3 separate regions of the Sus scrofa genome follow, and regions 1 and 2 are each linked to region 3. The links are chromatin contacts, called in public Hi-C and HiChIP or PLAC-seq maps. All regions are on one chromosome and are shown on one strand. Each heading gives the region's core, a stretch centred on a gene start, on an enhancer-like site or on the middle of the called end of the contact. The rest is flanking DNA. Distances are from core to core; before and after follow the strand shown.

Region 1 (4,464 bases), core at 1,532-4,031, 78 kb after region 3:
CCAGGTTAGGGATCGAATTGGAGCTGTAGTTGCTGGCTTGCACCACAGCAACATGGGATCCAAGCCACATCTGCGACCTACACCACAGCTCACGACAAGACTGGATCCTTAACACACTAAGCAAGGCCAGGGATCAAACCTGCATCCTCATGGATATGAGTCAGGTTCTTAACCCACTGAGCCACAACAGGAACTCCTCTCCAATCGCTTGTGATAGAACATGATGGAAAATAATATGAGAAAAAGAATGTATATATACGTAGGATGGGTCACTTTGCTGTACTGTGAAGTTGACACAACACTATAAGTCAACTACACTTTAATAAAAATTAAAAAAAAAAAAAAAAAAAAGCTGCCAGAGGAGGGCAGGCCTCTGGGTGACCTCACATCTCAGTTCACACCCTCAGCAACATGCTAACTAGTGTTGCTGGGTTCAATCACTGTTCTAGGCGCTTTAGACACACCAACTCATTTTTACTCCTCGTGGCCACCCCATAAGATTGGTACAACTGTCCCGATCTTAACGTGTGGAAACTGAGCCACAGAGAGTTGGCAGAAGGAACGGGAGAACCCATGGGAGTCCTTGAGGGCCAGAGGGGTAGATGTGGGAGTTGGGAGGTCAAGGAGGGAGTGCTGAGGGGCAGCCCTACCCGACTCGAAGGTATCCAGGCACTGTCTTGGTTTTCCCACTCAGCCGGACGTCAAATACAGCCGTGTCTGCGACCCCCAAGGGTACCAGCTTAACACACATGCGTTTCTTCTTGGATACAGAGCCTCTGGGAATGGGGGGCAGAGGAGTGACAAGAGGGAAGAAGCAGGGAAGGGGTCCATAGGGCTCCAGGATGACACTGGCCAGGGTGCTGCTATTTAAGACAGCCATCTGGTTAAACCATGAATGGCAAAGCCATAGGAGGGAACTCCATGCAGCTTTGAGGACCCATTGGGACAGGGTCGTCTTTAGTGACATAGAGAGGCACTTGTAGGGTAGCTGTGGGATAAGACAGAACTCACTTTCCCCCAGCCCTCTAATCCAGAGGTCAGCAAACTAGCCTAAGAGCCAAATCTGGCCCAAAGTCTGTTTCTGTATGGCTCACCAGCTACGCATGGCTTTTACTTCTTTTTTTTTTTTTTCTTTTTAGGGCTACACCTGCGGCATATGGAGGTTCCCAGGCTAGGGGTCCAATCGGAGCTATAGCCGCCAGCCTACGCCAGAGCCACAGCAATGCAGGATCTGAGCCGCGTCTGCAACTTACACCACAGCTCACGGCAATGCCGGATCCTTAACCCACTGAGCAAGGCCAGGGATTGAACCCGCAACCTCATGGCTCCTAGACGGATTCGTTAACCACTGCACCATGACGGGAACTCCACGGCTTTTACATTTTTAAAGGGATATATATGCAACAGACACCATCTAATTTAATATATCTACTTTCTGCCCTTTTACAGACAAAGTCTGCCAAGTCCTGCACCAACAGATATATATGCTGAGAGTCAAATATAAAAGACAATACATGGAAAAGGCACAGGAGGCAGGGAGAGCCTGATGGTTAGAAAACAGAGTGGTCAGCATTGTCAGGAAAGCACCAGGGCAACTGGAGCCTGTGTGTAAGAACCTGGAAATGTAAAACAGAACTGCGCAAGATTCAGCCTGGCTACAACCTAAGAAGAAGGTGTATTAGTAACATTAAATAAAACAGGTCGCAATGACCGAACACTTACTCTAGAACAGAGGCTTCCAATCGAACATTTTTACGCAGGGCGGGGCACATTTTCCCCGTACAGGATCAGAACTCTAAGTCCTCAGCCAACACTGTCATTACCAAGTGCTGTCGAGGGGGTGGCCAAGGCTCAAAACTCACGCGCCTATGGTCTCTCCATTCCCTCCCCGCTCTTTCCCGCAGAGACTCGAATGTGCCCTTCACCTCCAACCCCGCCCCACCCCACCCCCGCCTTCGACAGGACTCACTGGAGTCTACGGGGTCGCAGACAGGGGAGAATCCCGGCGGGAGAGGGCTCTTGTCCACCAGGATCTGGATATCGACCACCACGTTCTCCTGTGGATTCTGGGATGGGATGGGGTGGGGGGACGCGGTGGGGAACACAGCAAGAGTGACCGGCACGCCTCGGGCAGCACCCCGCGAATGGACAGGGGGAGTGGAAGGACCCCAGGGATTCCGAAGGTGGGCGCCCCTTACCTCTAGGCTGCCCAAAGGATTGAGACATAGGAAGTAGCCGGATTTCTGCGCGAAGGTCTTGCCGAAGCTGGCGGGAGCTCCCTCCACGGTGCAGGAGATCTATGGCACGGACGCGGGTCAGCGCCAGCCAGGCTCTTACCTGGCCGCAGCCACCTCTGCCCCCATTCAACCCCTCGCCCCTAGTGCCACCGCCTCTCCCTACACTTCCCCGGTTCCCCGACGTCGCTTACCGCACTGAATCCCCTTGGCGGAGGCGCCGAGGCCGACGACCAGGCCAGGCCAGCCAACGGGGCCGCGTCGGTCCCGGGCCCCGGATCCATCCTCCGAACCAAGATCCAAAGGCGATGGACCGCCTTGGACCTCCCAGCCGCGGCCGGACGGCGGAGTTTGGCCACGAAACTGAACTACAACTCCCAGATAGCCTTGCGAGGTCGGGAGTCCAGGAGGCGTCGTTTGCGCGTTCCGGGAAAGCTGTCGGCCAACTGCGTGCGTCCCCCAGGTGTGCCAGTGAGCGACGTTTGCGGAAAATTGTCTCCTTTTTTTTCCCCCTCACGCCCATCAACTTCCGCCGGAAATGTCTCGCTAGCAGCAAACCGGAACTACGTTCCCCAGAATCCTTTGCAGTGTCAACCTCTCTTCCAAAGTTGACGTCAGTATTCCCCAGAATTTGAGAGTGAGCTGTGAAAAACTCACAATTCCAGAAGTCACCCCAAAGAAGACTTTCATGAGTTATGCAACGGTTAGTTTAAATAAAAATACCGACCAACTTGAGCCTTGAAATCTTGGTGTAACTTGAGAACTTGTTCACATACACATTTTTTAAAATGAGACAAGAAAGTGCTCAGTATGGAGACAAACTTTTACACCCCTCAGAAGTAAAATATGGAAAATTAGGGAACAGAAGGTTTACTCCTGTGTAGTTTCCAGTTTTCTGCAATGTCATAGGTTAGCCCACTGCCTGTTTTTTGTACCACCTGTTAGCAAGGAATGGTGGGGGTTTTTTGTGTGTGTGGTGCTTTTAGGGCCGCACCCAAGGCATATGGAGGTTCCCAGGCTAGGGGTCAAACCTGAGCTGTAGCCGCTGGCCTACACCACAGCTACAGCCACGACATATCCAAGCCGGGTCTGTCGCCTATACCACAGCTCACGGCAATGGCGGTATCCTTAACCCACTGAGCGAGGCCAAGGATGGAACCTGCGTCCTCATGGATACTAGTCAGAGTATCTGCTGAGCCACAAGGGGAACCACTGAGTGAGGCCAGGGATCAAACCCACAACCTCATGGTTCCTAGTCGGATTCGTTAACCACTGAGCCACAACGAGAACTCCATTTTTTTTTTTTTTTTTCTTTTAGGGTTAGACTTTATTTTGTTACCAATATTCTGTTTTTATTTCTGGGGATTTTTTTTTTTTTAAGGATCTACCATTGCGGTGAGCTGTGGTGTAGGTCGCAGATGCGGCTCGGATCCCATGTTGCTGTGGCTCTGGCATAGGCCAGCAGCTACAGCTTCGATTCGACCCCCAGCCTGGGAACCTCCATATGCCGTGGGAGCAGCCCAAGAAATGGCAAAAAGACAAAAAAAAAAAAAAAAAAGAAGAAGAAGAAGATAAGAATACTTTTGCACCAAGTGCCCTGTGATCTGAAGCACTGATTTATTGAGTCCCTGAGGCTAGGAATCAATCAGGGCATTCCTTTGTGTCCGAATGTGCTTTAATAAAGATATTATAGGGGAGTTCCTGCTGTGGTGCAAAGAGATCAGGGGCATCTCTGGAGCCCTGTGCCCAGCGGGTTGAGGATCCAGCATTCCCCCAGTTGCGACTTAAGTTACAACTGTGGCTTGGATGTGATCCCTGGCCCCAGGAATGCCATATGCTGTGGGGTGGCCAAAAAAGAAAAGAAAAAGAAAAAAGATGCTACATGAGAGCTCCCTGGTGGTTCAGTGGGTTAAGGATCCAGTTTTGTCACTGCTGTGGCACAGGTTCAATCCCTGGCCCGAAAAGTTCCACATGCCATGGGAGCAGCCAAAAAAAAAAAGATGCTACATCCCCAGTCTGATCAGATATGAACATACAACTTTCCATTCCACTTGGATAATTAGTCATGTCCAAGGCCATCCTATTTTGGAGGACATCTTTTCACGTTACAGACGTTTCAGTATTCAGTAAGGGCAGACTTTGTCAGCTCTCATTTAAGTCTTGCTGGGTTAATTGAATAAGAGCTTCTATGTGTCCTATAATGTCCTCCAGGCCAATAGAGGGGACAAGA
Region 2 (4,232 bases), core at 1,635-4,134, 110 kb after region 3:
ACAAAATAAATCACTTATGTTGGACAGTTCTTCCCAGGCTTTGTTTTCCTTTGGCCAGTCATCTTGTTTTATCTCTCACCCTGAATGGGCCCAGGGCCATCCCTGATATACGTGCTCATCTTTTGGCAAAGTTGGATTCCAGAGCAAGGGGTTCTGGGATGGTAGCAGGACTTATGATGGTCTGGCACCCCTCCCTTTTTGACCCCTAGGAGTCTTTCTGCACATGTGTAATTGGGGAGCTCTCCTTGACCCCAGGAGTGATTGAAGTGGTCCTCTTATCTTTCTACTCCAGCAGAGCTCAGCTTTATCCTTGAAATGTCAAAGAGAAGCAAGGCCCAATTTACTCTGCCTAACACGTCCCAGCTATTCTCAGCCCAGGGGCCAAGCTACCTCCTACCTCATCCCCAGAGGCTCCCCAAGCCCTTTGGGTTCAGTGTCTCCCAAATGGACCAGATTAGGAGTCCCTGTCATGGCTCAGCAGAAATGAATCTTACTAGCATCTATGATGATACAGGTTCAATCCCTGGCCTTGCTCTGTAGGTTAAGGATCTGATGTTGCCATGGGCTGTGGAGTAGGTCACAGACCTGGCTTGGATCCCACATTGCTGTGACTGTGATGCAGGCTGGCTGCTACAGCTCCAATTCTACCCCTAGCTTGGGAACTTCCATATGCCACAGGTGCAGCCCTTAAAAAAAAAAAAAAGAAAGAAAGAAAGAAAGACAAATGGATCAGATTGTACTCCCTCAAAACATGCTCCTCATTCTGAAGCCATGTTTCCACATTATCCACCTCTCCTTCTGCCCTGAGCCACAGACCGGGCTGCATATCCATTGGACACCTACTGGATGCTGAGGCACTTTATTCAAAACTCCTCTTTATTCAAAAGCTCCTCCTGATGAGGCTGCTTCTGTTATGGTCCCACTTTACAGATGAGGTAACTGAAATTCAGTAAATTTACCTGGAATCCTAAGTTGTGTCAACTTAAAAAAATATGCACAACCTGAGTGTTCCCTTCACGGCTCAGCGGTAACAAACTCAACTAGTAACTAGTATTCATGAGGACTTGGGTTCGATCCCTGGCCTTGCTCATTGGGTTAAGGATCTGGTGTGGCTGTGAGCTGTGGTGTAGGCTGGCAGCTACAGCAGCCAATTCTACCCCTAACCTGGGAACTTCCATATGCCATGGCTGCAACCAAAAAGAAAAAAAAAAAAAAAAAAAGACAAAAACCAAATATGCACAGCCTGAAAGTTGAAAGTTAAGTTTATTGGGGGTGAAATGAGGAGTTAAGCCCTGAACTCAGCATCTTTTTTTTTTTTTTTGTCTTTTGTCTTTTTTGTCTTTATAGGGCCACACCCACGGCAGGCACGGTTTCCGTTTTCCACTGCGCCACCACAGGCACTCCTGAAGTCAGCATTTTAAGTAACCCTGAAAAAAACTGCTCAGAGGAGGTGGGGGAGCTAGGATATATAGGAGTTTGGTAACAAAGGGCAGGCAGTAGGGAAAAAAGACTACTGCTAATAAAAGAAAACTAGAGGAGTTCCGGTTGTAGCTCATTTGTTAACAAATCCAACTAGGAACCATGGGGTTTCGGGTTCAATCCCTGGCCTTGCTCAGTGGGTTAAGGATCTGGCATTGCCATGAGCTGTGGTGTAGGTTGCAGACATGGCTCGGATCCCACGTTGCTGCCCACGTTGCTGTGGCTCTGGCGTAGGCCAGCGGCTACAGCTCAGATTAGACCCCTAGCCTGGGAACTTCCATGTGCCTCGGGTGCAGCCCTAAAAAGACAAAAAAAACAACCAAAAAAACAAACAACTGGATACCTCAAGTTTAGGAATTTAGTGCTTTTCTGTGTACAGGAAGATTATGCAAGGTCTGGGCTCACTGAAACCATTCCTTCAATGTGCACCTCAGCCATCTGGGGCCAGTATCCTGTGTTTTCACCTCCTGATTTTCCTCAGGGCTCACCTTAAGAAGTGGCTGCAGTCTGATGGCTGCTAGGTGGCAGGTATTCTTTCTTTCCTTCCTGAGTTCCCTTAGGGCTCACTGGCTCGCCAGTTTAGAGGTGGCTGCAATCGCTGAGGACTGGGACATCCTCTGATAACTGACATGCGGGCAAATATTTGATCTCTCAGGCGGCAGGAGCGGATTCTGGAAGTATGAGCCTGTTCCTGGCTGGAGCCTGTTGACTGGGCTGACCTCAAGTGGCCAAAAGTGGGAACCGCAGCCTTGGTCACGTGGGTCCCTCCCGCTCTTCTCCGGCTTCCCTGCAGGCTCTCACACCCTCGGTGGCTCCCTGTGGTCCTTTCCACAGGGCAAGGATGCTAAATCAACACCTGCTAGGTCGCTACGGAGACCCCTGAGCTCAAATCCCAGCCTCCTCCATCACTCCCGGGCCCTGCCCCCAGCCTGCCAACACTCAACTCTCAGCCTCACTTTCCCCAGCTGGGGACTGGACAGAAAATGCCCTAGGCCTCTTCCGGTCATGGGACAGATGAACACAAAGCTGGCATGCACCGGATGCTCAGTAACTGCAATTGTCACCCTCAGAAACTTGGAGGAGAAGGGCAGGAACTTGACATGGGGTGTTTGAGGCAGCCGCAACTCCCCTCCCACAGGATCCCACTGGCGAGCATTCAGCCCGAGGCCATAATTTGGCAGAAACTACTCACCTTTTTTTCTGGGAAAACGAAAAAAGAAACCGAAACTAAAAGCCTGGGCTGTCCTCTGCCTGTAGTAGCCCCATTCAATCATCTCCAAGTCAGGGGTTTTTCCAGCAACTTGTCATTGGTCCTCACAGCTCCTATGCTAATAAGGGGGCAGCCCCAGCCCCTAGAAGGCACTCTTACCTAACTCTTGCCCAGACTCCCTCAGCACAGACCCAGATGTCACCTAGTTTGTATTCCTACAGCCCTTTACCCATGGTGAGCTGCTTGAGGGAATCAAACCTGCGAGACAGCAGGCTGTGGCTGGTCTTCCTGCTCTGCCTGTTGGTGGTGGGTCTGCTGGTGTCTCTGATCATCTTTGCTGTCAAGGCCAACAGCAAGGGCTGCAAGGATGGCCTCCGAGCACAGCAGGAATGTCAAAACCAAACGGACCATCTGCAGCACCAGCTAACTGTGGCCCAGGAGGTCTTACAGAGGACCAAGGCCCAGTACACCGTTTGCAACCAGACTGTGGTAAGCCACCATATCCCCTAGATAGGGCCCTGGGCTTGGGGTGGGGGTGGGGGGCTCTCACAGTGTCTATATGGCAATCAAGATAGACTCTGAAACTGCCCCCTGAATGTTTCCACTGGGATTTGGGGACTGTGAAACTCTTTCGAGGGTCCTGGGGTGGGGTGGGGCCTTAAAACTCCCCAGAGCACCCAAATCAGGGTGCCTCAATATCCCTTCTAGGATGTGGGGGAATGTCCAAACTCCCTGGCACTTGTGTGAGGAGCTAGAAACTCCCTTCAGGCTCCAGTGGAGGGGTGGGGAGCCGAAGTCCTCTCTGCAGGTTGGGACGGAAAACCTTACCAGGTCGGTAAGAAAGGAGGGGCTCTCCATACATCTGCTACTTCCTGACAGACTGAAACTTTAACTTGCTTCCCTGTATGGGGGGCCTTGAAACTCCCACTGGGCCTCTAACTTGGGCTCCCCCTCCACCACAATGTTCTGGTTTGGGGAAGACCTCTCAGTCTTCTTCTTGTGTAGGCACAAGTTCACGTGCCTGATGCACAGTGAGGCCAAATGAACAGAGATGTCAGAGACTGGAGTAGAGAAAGGTTTATTGCAGGGCTGTGTAAGGAGATGGATGGCTTGTGCCCCACCGCCCCACCCCCTGCAAATCCCCAACACCCCAAAGGGTTTCAGCAAAGCTTTTTTTTTTATTTTTTGTTTTTTAATTTTTACTTTTTTAGGGCCATCCTCATGGATGCTAGTTGGGCCTGTCAAGTGCTGAGCCATGAAGGGAACTCCCAGAAAAGCATTTTTACTTTTTTTTTTTTTTTTTTTTTTTGCTTTTTAGAGCCACACCCATGGCATATGGAGGTTCCCAGGCTAGGAGTCTAATCACAGCTACAGCTGCCAGCCTACACCACAGCCACAGCAATGCAGAATCCAAGCCGTGACTGTGACCACAGCTCACAGCAACGCCAGATCCTTAACTCACTGAGTGAGGCCAGGGATCCAACCGGCAACCTCATGGTTTCTAGTCAAATTCATTTCCGAGGAGCCACAACAGGAACTCCTT
Region 3 (3,896 bases), core at 351-2,850:
TTCAGAGCTGTCTGAAATACTGCCTCCTGAGCTATAGTTAAGTGGACAAAAGATATCACAGTTATCTGGTAGTGCAGCCACTCCCAAGGGTGAGCTGGTGAACCCTAAGGGAACTCAGGAAAGAAAGAAAGCAGACTGGCCCACAGCTGAGGTGCCTATCAACGGAGTGATTCCAGTAAAGCCACACACTGACTTCTTCCCATAGAAACTGGTCTTCTGTAAATCAGGTTTCCGTGTAAATCTTTTGTTCTTACTACCAGACCTTTGTTGAAAATTCTCCTATATACCCTAGCGACCTGCCCCTCCCAGCCCCGCCTCCTTGGAGGTTGCTCAGGGCTACCTGAGATGCTGTCTCCCAGGCTTAGGTCCTAATTTTGTTTTTTGCCCCCAATAAAACTTAACTCAGCTTTCAGGTTGTGCATTTTTTTCAAAGTGGACACATACCAGATCCCTCCTGCCTGGCTCTTCTTTCAATGCTTTTGCACGCTACAAGGCTGCTGGCGCCAGAACTTCTTTAGGACCCTGCAATGGAGCACTCTGTTTCACCTCCACGCTTTTGCCCATGCCATTCCCTCTGGCCGGCTACCAGATAAAGCATCAAGGGGCTTAAAGGTCTCCACTGCTCCGCCCAGAGGGCAGTGGAGGTGCCGTCCAGATGGGACCTTGAGGAACCCAGATGACAGTTCCCAGCTCAAGTCCAGACAGAGGCGGGGCACAGTGTGACCCTGCATGACCTCCGTGGCCGGTTTCAGGCGGTGGGCGCAGCCAGCTTGAAATGACCCCCAGGGGCCCCCGTAGCTGCGTTCGTAGGACGGGGGCGGCCCTCTTAACGTGACCCCCAGCGGCCCCCGTAGCTCTCACCCGGTAGAGCCCGTACGTGCTCTCGGCGTGCTCGAAGGGCACCAGGCGCTCGTCGCAGAAGCCCAGAGTCCAGCGCGCGAGGTTGGCGGCCCCGGCCGGGGCAGCGGAGGCGGGCAGCTCGCGGGCCAGCATGGAGACAAGGCTACCGCCTGACAGGCCAAGCGCGAAGCGGCCGCGGGCCCCCGCCAGGCAGCACGCTGCCTGCTGCGCTACCAGTTGCGCCAGCGACGCGCCCAGCTCCTGCGGGCTCGAGAAAACCGAGATGAGGCCGGGGGCCGGCGCGGCCATGGCGGCGGCGGCGGCGGCGGCAGCAGGGAGGCGGAAACCCTCCCGGCAGCCACCAGTGCGTCTGCGCAAAGGCCAGTTCTGCCACACAGCGCTCCCGGCCTTTGGGCGGCTGTCTTAGGCACATGCGCAGTCCCACGAGTGAAGTCCTGGCAGGCCGTGCAGTCTGTCTGGCTGCGCTTCTTTCACTCTGCAGGGTGTTTAAGCTCTATCTTGGGCTGCAGCAGGCTCGCAGTGCGCTCAACTTCCCAGTGTCAGGAGGCGGGGCCGCAGAGGGGAATTCAGAGCATCCAGGCTCCTAGAAGGGGACCTGGGGTGTGATGGAGTGGAGGGAGGAGATGGGAGATTTCCCGGAGGAAGGTGTATTTTTGGTGGACGTTGAAATTCCTGAACCTTCTAACGTGTTTATCTTGGTGTGTGTTGTCTCTCTCTCTCTTTAAAATATAAGCTTGATCCATGAGACGCGTGGTCAATCCCTGGCCTCTCTCAGTGGGTTAAGGATCTGGCGTTGCTGTGAGTTGCGGTGTAGGTCGCAGATGCGGCTCAGATCCCTCCTTGCTGTGGCTCTGGCGTAGGCCGGGGACTACAGCTCGGATTCGATGCCTAGCCCGGGAACCTACATATGCCGCTGGTGCGGCCCTAAAAGCCAAAAAAAAAAAAAAAAAAAAAAAAAAAATATATATATATATATATGTATGCATGTATGCTTGATGAGGCGAGGGATATTTGTTTTGTTCACTGAGTCCTTGAAAGCTCTCTGAACTCAGTTAACAGAATGAAAATAGACTTGTTGAATTTCTCCTGCATATTCTCCCTGGAGACCTCTTTGTGTCTCTGAGGACTCAGAAGCCTCCATCCTGGCTCTGGCCTGGAGAAGTTCCGGAACTGCGGCAAGTGGACCTTGGTTAATAAGATAGAGTATGCAGGGGATAACATGGGCAAGGAGGGCTGGAAGGGGCAGGAGGCCTGGTGGGCCAGGGCAGCCTGACCACATATCAAAGCCAGGGAGTTTAGGAGTGTGTAAGTGCAATGAGATTTGCATGGGTAGTGCATCTTTAAAAGCAGTAGCAAATTAAAACAATTCTATTTACAGCAGCATCAAAGAGAGTACTTAATAAATTTAGCAGAAGAGGTGCAAGACTTGTACCCTGAAAATCAAAACTTTGCTGAAAAAGTTTTTTAAATGATCTAATTAAATGAAAACATATCCCATGTTCACAGATTGGAAGATTTCATAATGTTAAGACAGCAACCCTCCCCAGATTGGCCTATAGCTACAGCACGATCCCTATCAAAATTCCGAGAGACTTTTTTGTAGAAAATGACAAGCTTATCCTAAAATTCATATGGAATTGCAAGGGACCCCAGAATAGCCAAGCCAATCTTGAACTAAATTAGGGGACTCAAACATCTTGATTTCAAGATTACTACAAAGGGAGTTCCCATTGTGGCACAGTGGAACAAATCCAACCAGGGACCATGAGGTTGAGGGTTCAATCCCTGGCCTCGCTCAGTGGGTTAAGGATACAGCGTTGCCCTGAGCTGTGGTATAGGATCCTGCGTTGCTTTGGGTGTGGCATAGGCTGGCAGCTATAGCTCCAATTCGACCCCTAGCCTAGGAACCTCCACATGCCATGGTTACGGCCCTAAAAAGCAAAAAACGAACAAACAAAACACTACAAAGCTACAGTCATCAGTGTGGTATTGGCATAAGAATAGACAACTATATCAGTGGGATAGAGCTGTGATATAAAAGCAGCAAACCATATGTCCATCATCAATGGATCTTCAACAAGGGTGCCAGGACCATTCAAGGGGAAAAAGAATAATCTTTTCAACAAGTGGTAAAGTAGTGGGACAACTAGACTGTCACTTGGAAAAGAATGAAGTTGAACCTCATAGTAGGCGAAATGATGGGCCTGAAATTTGTCCACTTCCTAACTCCTGAAACCTGTGAATGTTAGATCACTTGGCAAGGGGAATTAAGGTTGCAGATAGAATTAGGTTGCTAATCAACTGTCCTTAAAGGAGATTACTTGGGTGGACACAGTGTAATCACAAGGGTCACTAAAAGTGGAAGGAGGACCAGAGAACTGACAGCATGAAACAGACTCAACCCACTGTTGCTGGCTTTGAAGACGGAGGAAGAGGCTATGAGCCAAAGAAGATGGGCAGTATCTAAACACTGGAAAAGGAAAAGGAATGGGTTCTCTCAGAAGCTCCACAGGGAATGTGGCCCTACCAAACCTTGATTTTAGCCAAGTAAAATCCATTTCTGACTTCTTAACCTCCAGGAACTATAAAATAATTGGTGTTATTTTAAACCACTAAGTATGTGGCGATTTGTTACAGCAGCACTAGAAAACTAATACAGATCCCTACCTCACACCATATATAAAAATTAAAATTGATCAAAGACCTAAACGTCAGAGCTAAAACTAAAAAAATTTCTTACAAGAAAACAAATGAGTAAATCTTTATGACCTCGGGTTAGACAATGACTCCAAAAGCAAGAGCAACAAAAGACAGGTAAACTGGTTTCATCAAAATGAAAAACTCTTGTCTTTCAAAAGATACCAAGAAAGGATACCAGGACAGTGAAAAGACAACGCATAGGATGGGAGAAATTTGAAATCATCCATCTTATAATATTTGAGTGTACTGAATATGTTAAGAACTCTTACAACTCTAAAAAGAGAACCCAGGAGTTCCTGTCGTGGCACAGCAGAAACAAATCCGACTAGGAACCA

Evidence for each region. A called contact is a pair of places that touch in the nucleus more often than the background predicts. HiChIP or PLAC-seq counts read pairs in DNA pulled down with a chosen protein or histone mark.
Region 1: a contact with region 3 is called in a Hi-C map of liver, with 2.7 times the contacts expected there. The contact joins the promoter of MVB12A here to the promoter of PGLS in region 3. A contact is called at or near these places in 1 of 47 Hi-C or Micro-C datasets (liver) and 1 of 2 datasets of contacts at active chromatin or transcription factors (alveolar macrophages).
Region 2: an H3K27ac HiChIP or PLAC-seq map of alveolar macrophages shows a contact between it and region 3. The contact joins the promoter of BST2 here to the promoter of PGLS in region 3. A contact is called at or near these places in 3 of 47 Hi-C or Micro-C datasets (embryonic fibroblasts, epiblast stem cells and fetal heart ventricle) and 1 of 2 datasets of contacts at active chromatin or transcription factors (alveolar macrophages).

Annotation. Positions count from the first base shown.
Region 1 is chr2:60,273,191-60,277,654 of Sscrofa11.1, forward strand. MVB12A (multivesicular body subunit 12A) reads right to left here and starts at 2,782. Exons shown (of 10, transcript XM_021083558.1): 1 at 2,429-2,782; 2 at 2,199-2,297; 3 at 1,970-2,066; 4 at 651-776. The coding sequence starts at 2,226.
Region 2 is chr2:60,302,422-60,306,653 of Sscrofa11.1, forward strand. BST2 (bone marrow stromal cell antigen 2) reads left to right here and starts at 2,885. Exons shown (of 4, transcript NM_001161755.1): 1 at 2,885-3,178. The coding sequence starts at 2,885.
Region 3 is chr2:60,196,437-60,200,332 of Sscrofa11.1, forward strand. PGLS (6-phosphogluconolactonase) reads right to left here and starts at 1,601. Exons shown (of 5, transcript XM_021083556.1): 1 at 862-1,601. The coding sequence starts at 1,149.